2 separate regions of the Columba livia genome follow, and region 2 is linked to region 1. The links are chromatin contacts, called in public Hi-C maps. All regions are on one chromosome and are shown on one strand. The core of a region is the stretch at or near the end of the contact, and the rest is flanking DNA. Distances in the headings are between cores, read along the strand shown. Region 1 overlaps FLNB (filamin B). Region 2 has its middle 16 kb from the start of FLNB.

What was found. A called contact is a pair of places that touch in the nucleus more often than the background predicts.
Region 2: a Hi-C map of crop shows a contact between it and region 1, with 1.9 times the contacts expected there. The contact joins two enhancer-like sites. A contact is called at or near these places in 2 of 2 Hi-C or Micro-C datasets (crop and liver).

What each region holds. Positions count from the first base shown.
Region 1 is chr10:21,119,482-21,124,146 of bColLiv1.pat.W.v2, reverse strand. It overlaps FLNB (filamin B), which reads left to right. Exons shown (of 47, transcript XM_065075719.1): 30 at 1-30; 31 at 1,999-2,073; 32 at 2,805-2,907; 33 at 3,715-3,855. Among named protein-coding and RNA genes, the nearest start is that of DNASE1L3, 28 kb to the right of the region's middle. Within about 2 kb of position 3,261, at least 2 of the 3 cell types and tissues checked have an H3K27ac peak away from gene starts, as active enhancers do.
Region 2 is chr10:21,191,890-21,196,992 of bColLiv1.pat.W.v2, reverse strand. No RefSeq gene overlaps it. Among named protein-coding and RNA genes, the nearest start is that of FLNB, 16 kb to the right of the region's middle. Within about 2 kb of position 3,637, at least 2 of the 3 cell types and tissues checked have an H3K27ac peak away from gene starts, as active enhancers do.

The sequences.
Region 1 (4,665 bases), core at 2,012-4,511:
GACATTCCCAACAGTCCTTTCACTGTCATGGTAAGCCAGCTCTGCTCCAAAAATACCTCCCACTCAGATTCCTGCTTCCATGTTTTATTTAGTGGTAGGTTAACTCTGTGTGTAAATGTTTTTTTAGGCATTTATTAGACTAGTGGGAGCTAATGAATCCTTGTTACTTGCAAAGCTTATTTTGAGCAGGCAAAACAGTTAAGTGAAGAGGGATAGAAGCCATCAGAGGATGAAGACTTGGCTTCTCTAAACAAATTCATTTTTCATTTCCTGACCATGTAGTTCTTTTTCTAAATGATGTGTAAGGGTCGTTGTAATCGGCTTCTACAGCTAATTACTGCAACTGTTGTCAGATATGGAGCTCTGACTTGTCCGTTTCTCACTCTTTACCATGTTGACCCAAAAATAAGGCATGGTCTGCTGACAGATCCCAGGGAAGCAGGCTGTTAGCTCAGACTTTAAAGTGATTTGCAAATGCTAGTTCAACTGTTACCACCAAATCCTCCTTCTAATTATGTTCCTTCCGATGCAGACCACTGTAGCATGTTGAGGTTTAAAAAGCAAACAGAGCCCAGCCTGCATGAGGAGCAGACCAGGCGCCTCCCAGGGCTCACAGGAGCCCTTGACGTGAAGAACAGCTCTCAGTGTTGGCAGAACAGGTCTTGGTCTTGTAAGCTCAGCCGAGGCAGCCCCTGACACGTCTCGGTCCAGGAGACCCTGTGGCCGAACTCGTGCTGAATCCTCGGGGCTGGGCATGCCGGCTCTTCCTACCTGCCGCCGGGCAGGTCACTGTCAGCATCTCCAGAGGTTTCCATGAGAAGAAATAAGTGCCTTGGTCACAGCTCAAAGCTCAGTGCAGGAAATGCCTCTGGAGGTCAGGGAGCCTGTTCCTGACCAGCCAAAATTCCCAGTTCCCAACTGACTGATGCAGAATGTGTTTGACTTGGGTGTCTTCATTGGGGTTGGAGAACAGGGAAACAGCAATATTTCTGCATTGCGTTGGTTTTCTGCAGTGGAGTCTTTCTACGCAGAAGTTTCCGTGCAGAAGGGTTGTTTTGTTGGGGTGGTTTGCAGTGGTGTTCATGGGCAGAGGAGCCGGGGTGGCCGAGCCCCGGGGGTGGATGGGTGGGAGCCCCGTCTGCTCTGGGTGCCTTAAGTGGGGGGGACGGGAATGTGCAAGTCATCCTTGGCATGTCTGGTGGGAAGGGAGGCTGTGCCCAGGGGAAAGCACATTTGGTGTCTTGACAATGCTGTCTTAGCGATGAATCAGGAAAACAGCTTTGCAGCGATGGCTGGACATGGGCTGGGGCTGGGTCGTTCACCCAAAGGCAGGAGCCAGGAGCTGCCGTCCCGTGGTGGTGACACGCTGTCCTGTCCCCAGCTCACATGGTGCTCGGGGACTTGCATCTTGGGTTTAAACCTCTCACTTCTCCTCCATGCCAATCCCATAAAAAAGAGACTCTGAAATTCAGTTCCACCAGTGTTTAGATGCTGCTTTCCAGCAGTTTTAAAGTAAAGGAGGGAGATTCAGGCTGGACATGAGGAAGAAATTGTTGCTCTGAGCGTGGTGAGAGCCTGGCCCAGGTTGGCCAGAGAGGTGGTGGATGAACCATCCCTGGAGACATCCCAGGCCAGGCTGGACGGGGCTCTGAGCAACCTGAGCTGGTGAAGATGTCCCTGCTCATGGCAGGGGGGGCACTGGGGAAGCTGGGAAGGTGCCTTCGACACAAACTGTTCTGTGATTCCCTCCCAAGTTCCCAACAACGGCACATCCTGCCTTTGTCCCATGGCCGTGCCACTGGTAACCTGTGCCTGGGGACACAGGCAGTTCCCAGCTCCCTGGGCTGGATCCAGGTCCTCGTGTTGGTGGGAGGGCAGGGAGGGCTGCACAGGGGAGGGCATGTTGAGCAGCTGGAAGGAGACACGTGTTCTGTACTGGGAAAGGTGGGAACGTCTCCACACCAGAATAACACCTAAACCTGCCTTTACCCTGCCCAGGCTGTAGATGCGGATGATGCCGCCGTGCGGTCGCAGGAGCCACTGGGCGCCTCCCCCCCCGGATTCCGCCCTTGGGTACACAATTTTTACATTTTTTGAGCTGTTTTCCCCCCATCTGTGTTCCATTTCAGATGACAGCCTGCTTCTTGGGACTGCTTGAATCGCTCTGGTCATTGTGTTCATTCTTTCTGTTTGATCAATTGTTCTTGAGATCCAGACCTTGTTTTTTTTCTTTGCTGCTTGAAGGCAGTCTCCAAATTAATTCTCATTTAAACATGAAGAGGATCATTACACCTACAGCTTTTATTTCTGCAATGTCTACTGCTGGCAAAAGCAACTTGAGTGCACCGCTTTGTTTTCCCAGTAAAATAGCGCAGTGTCTTGAGTCCAGAGTCGCATTGTGAATCTCGTTTCTTTTGTCCATTTTGTGTTGCAATCACTCTGCCCCATTCAAGAATCACTTTCTCTTCCAGGCCTTAAGCAACTAAATCCTTTCAGACGGAGCCACTTTGGGTCTTGCGTGCGCTACATTGTCTTCCATCCCTTTGTGTTCCATTTTTATCTCTTTTTTAAACTTTTTTCCAGCATGTCTTCTGTTGGCACCGTGTTTGATTCGCTCTGCTCTGCGGTGTGGTGGTGTTAGGAAGGAGAGCTTGGCCAGCGCGGCTCGGGTTGAGCCCAGTCCTTGGCCGGCTGCGATAATCACCCCACGCTCCTCGCTGCTTCTGCTCACCATGGAGTTGCTCGGTGCTCCTTTGGGTCTTACCATGTCTTTTTGATATGTCCCATCCTTTTGCTTCCTTTAGGTCACAGAAGAAGCTTACGTCCCAGTTGGAGACATGAACGGCATGGGATTCCGGCCCTTTGATATGGTTATTCCTTTTGCCGTGAGGAAAGGAGAAATAACAGGTACCTGGAGTATGCGTGGCCTCTCGGGGAGGTTTTGCTTTTTGTTAGCGTGTTTATCCATTTGAAGCAAAGAGCCTGGGTGGTCTGGACCACAGTGTGTGTGGGAGGATTGTATCCTGCCAGCAACTTAGTTGTTTAATTTCACATCAAGTGGCACCCGCTGAGGATGAGCAGGATACGCCCCGCCGATGCTTGGAGTTAAATGAGGCAATTCTTGGTGCTTAGCGCTAAGCTGGGAGCTGTTGCACTGCAAGAACCGTTGGTTCTTCCCTTCTGCGGCAGCTACGTGCATCCTTGATAAGCTCCATTATTTATTTTGTGCAGATGCTGCAACACGGTTTAATCCCCCAGCAACAGCGCGGTGGCACCGAGCTCCTGCACACACATGTCCCCTCCTGCCCCTGGCTCAGCAATCCCACCCCAGCCCTGCTCCAGCCCTGCTGAAGGCTCAGTTGACTTTTCCTTTAGCAAAGAGCCGCAGGAGAGGGTGCATCCTGCAGGGAGGTAGATCGGTGCCTTTCCTGGGCCTTGCTATGGGAATCGCGGTGGCTGCAGCAAACAGCTCTGCCTCGAGAGTTTGTAAGGGCGCAGGACTGTTTGCCAGATGTCTACCACCCCCTTGCATTCATGTAGCTTAAGCAGAAAACACGTCTGGTTAGTGTTTCCATTCGTCTCCTATTTGTGCCTGTGGGTAAGGAATTTAACAATTTAAAAGGCTTGTTTAAAAGGGCTAGACGATTCTTTGTGGGTGGGAGAGGGGAAGCGGGCGGCTTCTCCTTCTGTAACTCCCACGGCGCCTTTTTGTAGGTGAAGTACACATGCCCTCTGGGAAGACGGATACGCCTGATATTGTGGATAACAAAGACGGCACGGTAACAGTGAGATACGCTCCTACTGAGGTCGGGCTGCATGAAATGCACATAAAATACATGGGAAAGCACATCCCAGGTGAGTCTTACAAAGCAGGCAACGTGAATTGGAGCGTAGTGTCCCGCTGCCGCATCTGCTCCCTGTTCAGGTTCCTATAGCTTGGTTCTATACGCTGCAGTAAGAACTGCCCCGGACGTCTTGCTGCTCAGCAGCAGTTCATCTGCGTGCGGTCAGAGAGAAACTAAAGCAAAAGGAGTAAGTGCCAGCACATGTGAGCTTCCATTGTGGTTTAATAGTACCAGCCAGGCTTAAAATGGATTTTGGTTTTGGAAACCAGCTTTTGTGGTGTTTTATTATGAAGAAGAAACATACAATTTTCAAACTACTATTTTTTTTCAGGTTGACATTTACTGCCATGGTGCTCAACAAAACTAGTGGTTACAGTATATGTTTATCCTTAAAACTGCATTGGCATAAAACCTTCGATCTGTGGGGAGGATGAGGTGGCTAAAACACTATAGTTACTCTTTCCATCTTGTTGCAATAAAATAAAACACATGCACACTATGCTGTAATCTTTCTTTCCTCCTGGCTGCTTCTTAACAAACAGAAACCGTGGCCTTTAATCCTTTTCCTTCTCTTCCTCTTCTCTGCACTGGGGCAAAAAAACCCGCTACTTCAGTATCTTCAGCACTTTGTTTGGCTCCAGCACTTCTAGTGCCAAACTGTTGGATATATCGGTTCAGCAAGACCATTCCCCTGCACCTGGACAGAAGGATGATGTGCTTTAATATTTCCTTTTTGAAGACTATCATGAAGCAAACTTGCTACTGTCTCAGCTGGAAGATCTGGCTTTGGACTTAATTGCTCTCTGTGCCTTTTTTTGAA
Region 2 (5,103 bases), core at 2,388-4,887, 72 kb before region 1:
CAGAAGAAAAATTGCTGGCTAAGTAACACCAGATGCAGGAGAGACTGCGGCCGCTAGAGAGCTCCCAGATGAGAAGGCCTTTCAGACTGAAATACAAATATGTTTTGTAATGAAAGCAGAAACCCCCTTTTGCTCTAAGACACAGGGGCCAGCCGTGAAACACAGGGGTTTCTTGCTCGTGCTTCAGCAAGAGATGTCATTATCCGTGATTACATTTTTCATACTTCATTTCAAAAGCCCCAAAGCCGCCTGCCCTCCAGAGCAAGGTTTGATAAATTATCCCAAACGTCGGCCTTGAAGTCAAGTCCCAGAGCGGGGCTGGTCGGGTGGGCGAGGAGCCGTCGCAGCCCCTCGGCAGCGGTGTCTGCGTGGGGATCGCGTGTCGGCCGCCGAAGCCCCGGGGACACCGGGTGTCACCTGGAATTACAGCTCTGCGGTCAATCGGAGGCTCCTGCGCTGGGGAAAAAGGGCAGGGGGCACCTCTCCCCTCCCCCCGCCGCGCTCAGGCTCCTCTTTCGCTGAGGCTGCTGCTTTTGGGGACAAAAAGTCACTTTTTGCATCACTGGGGTGTCACTGGAGGGAACTGGCCAAGGCATGTGGGGACGGTGCTTTGGGCATCACCTGGGCAGGAGGAGATGCTGGTGACGTGCCTCAAGTTGTGCCAGGGAAGGTTCAGATTGGATATTAGGAAAAAATTATTCACAGAATTGCTGTGGGGCATTGGAACAGGCTGCCCAGGGCAGTGCTGGAGTCACCATCCCTGGAGGGTTGGACAGACGGACATGAAGTTCTCAGGGACATGGGGCAGTGCCAGGGGTGGGGTAACAGTTGGACTTGATGATCTTGAGGGTCTCTTCCAACCAAAATGATTCTGTGATTCTATGCTGGGCCTATGAGCAAACCCCCACTGCAGCCTGGCCCTGCTACCTTCCCGCCAGCCCTGTGACATGCTCCTGTCCCTTATGTGTGGCCTGTCCTCCTGTGCACCTGTCCCCGTCCTCTACTGCCACCGCAGCCAGGCGAGAGGGCGCGTGTGACAGCAGCTCCGACCGATGGGTTTCATACCGAGCTGTGATTTCATGCCTAACAAGTCGTGTTTGAAGAAGGCTTTGCCAAGTCCAGACCTGTTTTAGTTTCCCAGGGGTCAGGAGCCCAAATTTCCCATCTGCCACCTCTGAACAGTCTACACAGGGCATGTGTGGTGACTAAACAGGACAGCAAACCCACAGCAGGGGACAGGGGACAGAAAGCAGCGCCTTGAAATGCTGAAAGCGTTTCCATCGCTGCACAGTTGTACAGCAGAGAAGTGCAAGAGGAACATGGAGCTCAGGGTGGACATCATCACATAACTGTTTTACGCATCTTGCTGGAAATAGCAGCATTTTGAGCTGGTCCCACCCTGTCCTGTGCATTGTGGTGGGGGGGCTGGCACCGGTGCACAATGAGCTAGAAACCCAGTAGGCTGTGAGGAGCACGCAGAGGCTCTTCTTCCCTCTGCTCTTGCACAAGCAAATGCCCCTTCATCTTGAGCTGGGCCACCAAGCCCTGTCCCCGTCCCCAGGAACACCCTCTGGTCAGAGCAAGGAGGAGGTGGGTGCCCGGGACCGGCACGGCCAGGCAGGGCTGGCTGGGGGCTCCTGGCAGCAGCTCCAGGAGGTTTTAGGGCAGCTCTTGGTTTCTCCTCTTGCAGAAGCCATTTCCACCCGTGCAGTTTCCCAAGGGTTTGGTGAGAAAGGGAAAAACAAAAAAATGCTGTCAAAGGTTTTCCCCTTCCCAGGCATAAGCCCCAGGGTCTCCAGTGGGGATTCGGCAGCCACAGGAATGTGTGGGAATGCGGGAGGTTTTGGGACAGGGCTCGAGGGGTTTAAGTTGTTCAGAAGAAGAACTCACCCCCAAGTCTTGGAGCAAAACCACCCACACCGACCCCCTCCACATCCCAGTTTGGCTCAGGTGCGTGTCCTCACCTTCAGCAGCCTGGCACGAGCGTGTGCCAACGTCCCCAGCCTGGCACAAGGGTTTGCCAATGTCCCCATCCTGGCACAAGGCTGTGCCAGTGTCCCCAGGCAGGGATGAGCACCACGGCACAGCTGCCGATGCTTCACCTTCCAGGGCGTGAAGGAGTTAAAGTTTTCAGATGGAAAACGCACTGAAGATCAAACCAGCAGCCTGGTGACCTCCCGCTGCTGGGACATTGCAGCTCCCCAGCCCAGCCCGGCAGTTCCATCCATCGGTCGGTCGGGCGGCAGGAGCAGCAGCCGGTAGGTGCGAGGGGTGACAGGGCTGGGGACCCCGCGGGCCCCCGGGTGGTGGCAGGGGGCGATGGGGCGATGGTCCGGGGGATGGAGGTTGGGGAGGGTTGGCCCTGATCCACTTTTGGAAAAGCGGTTGCTCAAACCAGCTGGTCCTGGTAACGCCGGGGAAGGGCGATTTCTTGCTTTGTGGGACGCTCATGGGTCCTGAGGCTTCGGGAACAACATGGGTTAGTAACCGAACTCCTTGCACCCCGCAAGGGATGATTTGTGGGTTTATTTCTTCCATATGATGCCCATATTCTTTAATCCTGTCTCTTGATGACGAACAGCTATTTACCAAAAAGTGCATAAACTATGGGATGTCACTTTACAGTTTCAAAAGAACAAAAGGTCTTCTCGGTGTAAGTGGAAATTGGTGTGGGTTGTGTTTCTTTTTCTTCTTATTTCTTTTTCTTCTTTTTTTTTTACATAGAGCTGAAATCCCCATAGTCTGATTCTAAGCAATATCAGGTATAGGCTGCTGTGCTAAGTCTGTGTTGTCTCCCTGGCTCTTTGGTTTATTGAGTGATAGCAACCACTCCCTGGTTCAAAGACACTGCATCAGGGATTCGGGTGTTTATTTTGCAGTGTTAAAGTGGTGTAGTCCTACCTAAGGATTTGCATAAACATTTATTTTATTGTTTACGTTGTAAAATGTAATCATTTTACACGATATTAATAATTCCTCTGGATCAGAAATCGAGGCTGAATCACAAGTTGTGATAATTTCTGGCAAGGAAACGAGGATTACAGTTAGTTCAAAGGAAAACAAGGAGAATCGCTTCCCTATAAAATTAAAGCTGAAGCAGTATATTGCTCCACTTGCCCCATGAATACCCTCAACCCTACATGATTTTCCTTAGAAAGAAACTAGAAAACATGTTTCCTTAAGCTCTGGGACTCTTTTTTAAGCGGGGATGTCTCGGGCCGGTGTGCGCAGGAGGCTGCCGGGCGGACGGCTGCTGGGAGGCAGTTCCTGACCCGGTGAATGGATTTGCAATCACCGTGTTTCTGAGTCGGAAAAGCTCAAATTGCTCTTTACTGGCCTTGCAGTCGCTACAACCTGATTCCCTCAAGGTACTTGCTGGCCAGAGATGTGGCTCTTGATTGCAGAAATGCAGGTCTGGTAACTGCGCTTGATTTATTCTTCCTATCGCGGAGAACAAGTCAGTGTTATTCTTCGGAAGCGTGAACGCCTCCAAATGCTGATGTGTGCGGAGAAAGAAAACAGCAATTTTTACCGTGTTCTTAACAACTCCCGCAGGAATGTGCTTTGCAGCGAGCGCAGCCTGCGAGTGCCCCTGCCCTGGCGCCTTCCCCAGGGGCTGCGGCACCGCTGGGGACCCCTCAGCACCCGAAAACCGGGCAGAAGAAACAACAACAGGAGGGGCGAGAGGAGGCTGGGGGTGCGTTAAGAGAGGGGCTCCAAAAAGCCATTAGTGGGAATGCAGTGGGGAGCCCTGCTCATGGGCACCCAGAGCCAGGCTGCTGCGGCTCGGTGAGGTGATAGGGACTTTGGGGACACCTCCTGGGGCCAGGGAGCATCTGATGGAGGTGACATCGATGGGTTCCTGGTGTTTCATCTCTTAGGACAGCTGGGAAGGGATGCTGGATGGCTTTTGCCATGCGCCTGGTTGGCTCGACACCCGCATGTGACAGTGGGTTCGTCCCCGTCTGTCTGTCTGTCCCTCCTTGTCCATGACTGAGGTCGCAGGGAAAACGCCCGTAGGCAGAGGGTGTCATATCCAAGAGGAACAGAACCTGCCTGGGCTGGTGGCGTTTATTGAGCAGGGACTCGGTGCTACTCCCTTTCAAGTGGATAATTAAACTCCCACTGATGTTTCTCATTTACTTATGACTGTCTGTGGACTCTGGACGGCGGGTGCGGGGGGGACACGGTGCAGAGGACTCTGCTGTATCCTGTTTTTGTCAAGGGCTTTTCCTCTTAGTGCTTGTAGTGAAAACAAACATGTGGGAGAACAATGGGACTGGTTTTTTCTGTTTTCCTCTACATTCTTCAATACAATAAAAAAGCCTATTAAAGAAAGCGTGTTAACAAAAAAGGGATCCTTATATGTTAACGAGGAAAATCAGGGTAGCTATGCGAACATGCAATCAGAAAGGTCATTCGCCTTCCTGATCTCAGCCCGTATTTTTGCGTTTGAAAGGCTGTTCATCAAATACCTTGTGAAAACAGGGCACCGGCGAAGCAGAACAACGCCCGTGCCATAAAGCTGTTATCGGTACAACAGGAGGGGCAGCTTCACACCCCAGAGGAGCTGCAGCCTCTGAGCCAGCGCCGCAGCGGAGCGGAGGGCAGCCCGCAGGGTTTCCTTCCTTCAGATAAACCTGGAGGTATTTCGTTTGTTGTGTCTAAAATACGTTGAAATAATAATTCCAGTTGCTGCAGAAAATGAAAGTAATAGTAAGACGTTGATTCTTTTTAGGAGTAAAGCTTGCGATCTCTGTTCATAGGACAAGTTGCCCCGGAGGGAAATGTGAGATCAGGGATGAGGTACAATATGGCAGGCGGGACAGCCACCTTAAATTGCTTCTGTTTAAATTAGGTGTGGTTTAGAGAGACACTTGTTGATTTTTCCATGTGAGAGGCAGAGGATTTACCCCAGCGGGTGGGTGATCTGCCCAGGGGGTTGTGGAGTCTCCTTCTCTGCAGACATTCCAACCCGCCTGGACACCTTCCTGTGTAACCTCATCTGGGTGTTCCTGCTCCATGGGGGGATTGCACTGGATGAGCTTCCCAGGTCCCTTCCAGTCCCTAACATCCTATGATTCTATCTGCCGCAGCAGATGG